Linked DNA regions of Bombyx mori: region 1 is linked to region 2. Evidence: chromatin contacts called from public Hi-C data. All regions are on one chromosome and are shown on one strand. The core of a region is the stretch at or near the end of the contact, and the rest is flanking DNA. Distances in the headings are between cores, read along the strand shown. Region 1 holds the start of LOC101738933 (forkhead box protein J2). Region 2 overlaps LOC101741996 (unconventional myosin ID).

Evidence for each region. Hi-C and Micro-C count contacts between places; a contact is called where the count stands out from the background.
Region 1: a Hi-C map of midgut shows a contact between it and region 2, with 2.9 times the contacts expected there. The contact joins the promoter of LOC101738933 here to the enhancer-like site in region 2. A contact is called at or near these places in 2 of 7 Hi-C or Micro-C datasets (midgut and whole pupa).

Annotation. Positions count from the first base shown.
Region 1 is chr8:1,292,931-1,296,517 of ASM3026992v2, forward strand. LOC101738933 (forkhead box protein J2) reads left to right here and starts at 1,454. Exons shown (of 6, transcript XM_004925344.5): 1 at 1,454-1,983; 2 at 3,279-3,402. The coding sequence starts at 1,793. It overlaps LOC101741996 (unconventional myosin ID), which reads right to left and starts at 580. Exons shown (of 17, transcript XM_038012323.2): 1 at 312-580. The coding sequence starts at 400.
Region 2 is chr8:1,244,553-1,247,978 of ASM3026992v2, forward strand. LOC101741996 (unconventional myosin ID) reads right to left here. Exons shown (of 17, transcript XM_038012323.2): 6 at 2,923-3,171; 7 at 2,201-2,351; 8 at 1,590-1,747; 9 at 486-607; 10 at 191-341. Among protein-coding and RNA genes, the nearest start is that of LOC105841516, 23 kb to the left of the region's middle. Within about 2 kb of position 1,334, at least 5 of the 8 cell types and tissues checked have open chromatin away from gene starts, as enhancers often do.

The DNA.
Region 1 (3,587 bases), core at 204-2,703, 48 kb after region 2:
AACTTTAAATAGAGCTTTATTTAATATAAATGGATTAGCATTAAAAAAAGCGTGTAAAAACAATTTCATACATTTTATTACACTTTCGAAGTAATATGGAGAAGTAAAATTTCGCAGTTCCGAAGTAAAATTAAAATATACTATTAAAAAAAAAAAACATTTAAGCTGAAGAAATATGAACCAAATGAAATAAAAGTTAACAAACTTTTTGCTGTAACTGTATAACACAACTTGCTCTCATACATAACATTGTAATTTTTTAAGGACTTCTTTCATTAATTTAGTTTCGATACGAAAGGGTAAAGACTCACCTCAAATGCAAATTTTCAATAAATGTCTCTGTAGTCAAGTTGTCCAAGAGCACAAAGTCGGACACGCCGACTTCTGGTTGTGTCGCCATTGTCACAATATACAAAGAACAATTTCAATAATAGGTAGGTAGGAATTGTTCACACACAGTTTGTAAATTATAATTTATGCGATTACAATGTACTGACAAGAATGTCAACAATCCGTTAAAATTAAAATCACAAATAAAACGACATACCACACCGAACATTTCATTTCAACTGACGTTAAAAAATTCAAATCTGAAACTGACAATTGACAATTTTTTTTAATAAATTTTATGACCTGGTAACTGAGTTCTTTAAGTCATGTCTTATTTTAATTTATATTATTCCTATTTTTATGAAATATGATATTATAGGGTGAAATGAAATGAAGATGATTAATTTGAGACACTAATCAACTGGAATGAAATTAAATGAAATGAATTGAGATGATATGGGATGAAATATAATCTCAGTAAAATGGTCATTTACTAAGATTTTTTCAGTGGACTTTTTGGAGGATCCCGAGAAGTTACGTCCAGGGGCTTTGTTTCATTTTCCCACATTTGTGCACTTTCACAGATATTAAACAGTTAATAAACCACCATTATTACACATTTAAACCCGAAGAAACACTAAATAGACAAAATAAAACAAATCACACAACTTCATTCCTCGCGTTCCCGCCAAAAAGACCTGACAATTGATAAATATCGAAAATGTTGCTATATTCGTTTCTAAAATTTCCCCAACCACTTATAGTTTTTTACACGTTGTAAATTGTATGCAACAGAATACACTTAAAGTGTACATACGTGTGTAAATACACTTAAAGTGACACTTTTAAAAATGTTTTCGTCTTCGATATCATCAATTTAACTGAAACCTACAACAGAAATCTTAATTAAGTCCTAATTTTTTTACTGTTTATCAATTGTTTTTATCCAAACCCATAAATACATATCAGGAACTAGTTTACTAATTGAATAAGATAACTATTATTTCAATAATTCTTAGGTCGCAGGTATTGCTTCTGAAAATTATTAAAAAAAATGGTATTATAATTTGTTTTTAAACTGAGATGACTATACAAGTTTTTCGAACGTAAATCGGAGCGGTTTAGATCACCGCCATTTTCCTTGTTGTAGGTGCTTCAAATGTCATAATAATTTTGATTATCACTATAATTGTTAATTTTCTTTGTGTATTTTTATTATTTTATATTATATAATTAGTAAATGTTCCTATTTACTTCTTAATTTTATTTTGTTTAATATATTGGTCGTACAAGAGTGATGTGTTAGTAAATTTAGATAGGTCGTAATTTCAAGGACTCTTCATGTACTACAATAAAAGTCTCCGTGAAAAGCAACGAGGATACGATCCTGAGGGCTTTGTGAGCCGATAGACGTGATAATTAATCGAATGTGAGGTGTAAGATTAGTTATATTTATGGGACAATGAGCGAGTCGCCGGGAGTGGAGTGGCTGCCCGCGTACAGTCCTGGAACTCCTCGCCACAGCCCCCTCGGACCGATACCGCGCTTCCTTTACGAGGATGTGCAGCCACTCGCTTTGCAACAGGAAAACAACAACAAGGACGAACAGAAGGAGAACACTAACAAAATTAAACATGCGAAACCAGCCTACAGGTAGCAAATTTATATCAATTCGTGTTGCTTGAGTTTAATCCACTGTCCTCCGTAACTGTATTCTATTGTTTTTTTTTTTTTCTAAATATATTATTTTCGTTGACTAAGCCTTTCGTGCAAAAATAAATCTTAATAAGAATAAACAAAAGATTTTATTTTTGTGGCAAGGCCTCATACTGTTTTTTTTATCTGTAAGAGAACTATAACCCAAAGCCATAGTACCTAAAAGTCTTAAAACAATGTTCATTAGCTAATTAGTCACGTTTTAGCCATTTTGTTTATTTTTACTAACGAAAATGTGTAGCTATGATGTAAAATAATAACTTATTTTATATAATATAGTATAGTTGAATAAAAAATATATCAGCCTGAACAAGTCTTTGCTCAGGTTGGCAGCTCAGGCCCCATATCCTTGGAACTGCCTTGATTTCGATGGCCCTTCTGTTGGCTGCCTCGTCATTAGTGCTCTGAACAACACTAGCGTAGAACAAAAATTATTTTTTTTTGTGTACATTTACAAACATTAATTCTAACTAAATCAATCTTGCAATAAAACCATGGACACATTTTCCTTACCTTATTTCAAATCTGACGACCATATTAGATTGTACTTATTAGAGATACTAAACTATACAAGTAAATTGTCATGCTATAGAGAATTAAATGAACATTATTTAATTCCGAGAGGAAATTTAAAAATATTAATATTTATAGATAAGTGGTCACATTTAAGAATACTAAGAATTGTCTAATTGCTTATCAAAGGTATACAAGCAGCATACATATTATTATTGTGTTCTGCAAATCCACTCTATTAAAATAATTTTCTGATATGATTACTAATTGAAGGTACACAAAAGATTCAATTAAAACCAAATTTAAGTATATTCATCTGAATTTCTTGGAGCTGGTGGTTTTACTGGTGGTAGGACCTCTTGTGAGTCCGCACAGGTAGGTACCACCGCCTAGCCTATTTCTGCCGTGAAGCAGTAATGCGTTTCGGTTTGAAGGATAAGGCAGCCGTTGCAACTATACTGAAATCTTAGAACTTATATCTCAAGGTGGGTGGCGCATTTACGTTGTAGATGTCCATGGGCTCCAGTAACCACTTAACACCAGGTGGACTGTGAGCTCATCCACCCATCTAAGCAATAAAAAAAAGTAGGAGCTTAGGCCTCAGAACAGACTACATCCCATTTAGAATAGATTCAAAGTTTTTTGTTTACATATTGTAACACACTAATATCCTAAAGATAACATAATAAATATTATTTAATAAAACTAACTCTCCACAGCTATGCAAGCATGATAAGGCTTGCAATCAGCAGCTCTCCGAATGGCAAGATGACTCTGAATGAGATATACACTTATATATGTAATGCATTCCCATATTATAAAGAGGCTGGGAAGGGTTGGATGGTAAGTCCGATTGTTTTTAATATGAAAGTTCTCACAAACTCAAACTAGGTTACAGCCTAAATAAAGCAGTAAAGAGAATAAAAGTAGTAAAATAAAGTATTTTCTAAGCTTTTCTGATATTTGATAGATAATTTACAACTTCCTATGTTCCAATGCTTTATATAACACATAAGTACACATTGAGA
Region 2 (3,426 bases), core at 84-2,583:
TGAGACATCGACCTCACGTCCCCAGACGGCGGCGTTCACAGCGAGATGTCTGTGGGCTCCAGTGTCCACAGAGTTAGGTCAAGGGCTTGATCGCTCGTCTGGACTATAATAAACAGGTTGAACGTTGCTCATCCCCGGCTGAGGCTCCAGAACACATATTCCTGTTGTCACAGGCGCGGGGCGGGGGTACCTTCTGTATGTCGGCGGCGCCCTCGGGCCACATGGCGGCCAGCGAGGCGTTGCTGGAGGAGTGCAGCAGCCTCTTGAGGTCCTGCCACAGCGAGTCCTTGTTCTTGTCCATGAAGCCGGTGATGGCGTACGTCACGTCGCCGGCGTAGTGCCTGCAACACGGCACGCGGTGGGGGTCGAGAATTATAAACCGAAAATTATAATTCTCAGAAAATTATAATGGAATAAAGATCAGTTTAGTAATCAGTTGGGGTCCACACTAAAATGCACTCTATACCTACAAACATAAGACTCACGTTATCCTGAAGTCGACTCCGTGCTTGAGTTTCTTGTCAGTCGGCGCCAGCTGCCGAGACGTGTAGTGGCGGTGGCCGGTCAGCCGCTTGTCCATCGCCTCCAGCAGCTGCTGGTCCGTGATCTGGTGCGAACAGACCACGTTAGAGGACCGTTTTTTTTTTTTTTTTTATTGCTTAGATGAGTGGACGAGCTCACAGCCCACCTGGTGTTAAGTGGTTACTGGAGCCCATAGACATCTACAACGTAAATGCGCAACCCACCTTGAGATATAAGTTCTAAGGTCTCAATTATAGTTACAACGGCTGCCCCACCCTTCAAACCGAAACGCATTACTGCTTCACGGCAGAAATAGGCAGGCCGGTGGTACCTACCCGTGCGGACTCACAAGAGGTCCTACCACCAGTAATTACGCAAATTATAATTTTGCGGGTTTCATTTTTATTACACGATGTTATTCCTTCACCGTGGAAATCAATCGTGAACATTTGTTGAGTACGTATTTCATTACCAAAATTGGTACCCGCCTGCGGGATTCGAACACCGGTGCGTCGCTCAACACGAATGCACCGGACGTCTTATCCGTTAGGCCACGACGACTTCACGTGTCAGCGAAAAGTGCCGGATGTTATTGTATACGGACCGTGTCGGCGAACAGTGTCGCATGTCAGTGTGTGCGTGTAGTCTCGTTCGGACAATGACGACGTAAGGTGTCTGGTGTCAGTGTGTATAGACCGTATCGGCGAACAGTATCGCGTGTCGGCGTGTGCATTTAGTGTCGTCCAGAGTGTTGGCGAACAGTGCTCGATGTCAGTGTGTACGAACCGTATCGTCGATGAGTATCGGCAAACAGTGTCGCAATTCAGTGTAAGCAGATAGTGTCATCCGGACAGTGTCCACGAGCAGTGTCGGCGGTCAGTGTATACGGGCCGTGTCGGGGAGGAGTTTCGGCGGTCAGTGTCATATGTCATTGTCGGGGAACAGTGTCGGATGTCAGTGTGTGCGGATGGTGTCGTTCGGACAGTCTCGGCAGGCAATGTCGGAAACAGTGTCGTCAGACATTGTCGGCGAGCAGCGGCCCTACTGCGCTCACGTGCTGTAGTGACCTGTGTGGGGTTGAGGCAGGCCTCGTCCATGATGGCGATGACGCCGTGATGGGGCGCGTCGATGAGCTCGCAGATGATCCTGTTGTTGAAGTACTGCACCGGCGTCCACTGTATGCCCTCGCGCGCGTACTCCTCTTGCTCTTGTTTCAGCACCAGCTCTGAAATTACATTGTGCAGAGGCCTTAGCAGACGTTAGGGGGCGTTATCGAGTCGAATTTGAATTTATTAATCATATTTGTGTCGAGTTTGGCAAATTAAATCAGAGCCACTTCCTTTTATAGCGCGTAGTTGGATCTCCACGTGGTGGTTTAGTTAGTATGACGATGCATGTCCATGGTGAGCACGAACTGAAGCGACACCCAGGACAGACCCTACTATAAAGATCAACAGCACAGAGAATACCTTTCATTACGAAAGCCAACTTTATGACATGATTGAGGCGCACACATATTGGTACAGACTCCAAGGGAACTCCTCATTGATTACCAGGATTTTTAATACGCATTCCATTATGATAGATAGCACAATCCAAGCGCCATAATCAAAAGTTTATTTATAGAGGGCAACGACCTAAGGCCGGGAGGGTCTGCAGCGGGGGGGTCGACAGTTACCGATGAAGAGCTGCTGCAACTTCTCGTTGCAGTAGTTGATGCAGAACTGCTCGAAGCTGTTGGTCTCGAAGATCTCGAACCCGTAGATGTCGAGCACGCCGATGAGGGTGTTCTTGTACGTGCCGGCCGGGACGTCGATGGCTTTGTTTATCTGCAAACGGTACATGCAGCCTTATACATTTGATTCACTTTTAAATGTAACACGTTACGGTCCATCCCGTAACCACATTCGTCTCATGAGAATACAAAGATACAATGCTTCGTCCGGTTACGCTGATATGGTCTCTCAAGACCATCAGCTAAGGTATAAAAAAAAACGATACAAGTATTTGAAGTTAAACTTTTTTAGGGACGTTGAAAGTAAAATTTAACTCACGACAGATTTGTTACGGTTAAAGAGAAAAGATACAAATTAGGACAAGCGATAGTGAGAAAGAAAATAGACAGAGGAGAGGACAAAGCGAGCTAGGTCGTTTCTCTTATACACTGCATTCCTTATTACAAGAGAAATTTGATTTAAGGATGAAAAATGACGAAAACCACAATACTATAATACACCGCAACAGAAGATCCACTTCTTCTACGTGCACCAAGTTGCACTCGCACCGTTTTTTATGAATAAATTTACCGTGACATAAAAATATTCTATCAGCACTATGGTATGTTTAGAAATAGTTGGTCTAAGTGTGTTGACAGTGGGGAGTTGTACGGGAAGCGGATACCTGTTGCACGATCCAGGTGAAGAGTCTGTCGTAGGCCGCCTTGGCCAGCGCCAGCCTGGTGTAGTGCGCGTCCACGAGCGAGTGCTGCTTGGTGACCAGGTCGTGCCCGGCGGCCAGCACGCGGCGCCCCAGCACGGCGCGCAGCCCCGCCTCCGCCACGCCCAGCGCACGCACCGCGCCCGCCACCGCGCCCGCCGCCACGGCGCCGCCCTCCTCCCCGCCCTCCCCGCCCTCGAACGTCACCTCGCCCTGCACGCGCAACACTACATCACACGCGGGTTTGGACCCAGGGGTAGCTACCAGTCCATATTTATATACTAAATAAAAAACATTGATTTTAACTTTTAATTCTAGCAATTCAAAAATAACTAACTTAAAATGATTTTAAGCCTAAAAAAACTTAATTGGACGTACATAATGGTTTATAACGTCACAACTATTACAAATAGGGTTGTGCGATAAAGAGATAGCGAAATAGTCCCTCTACATGCCCACCTTTATGAC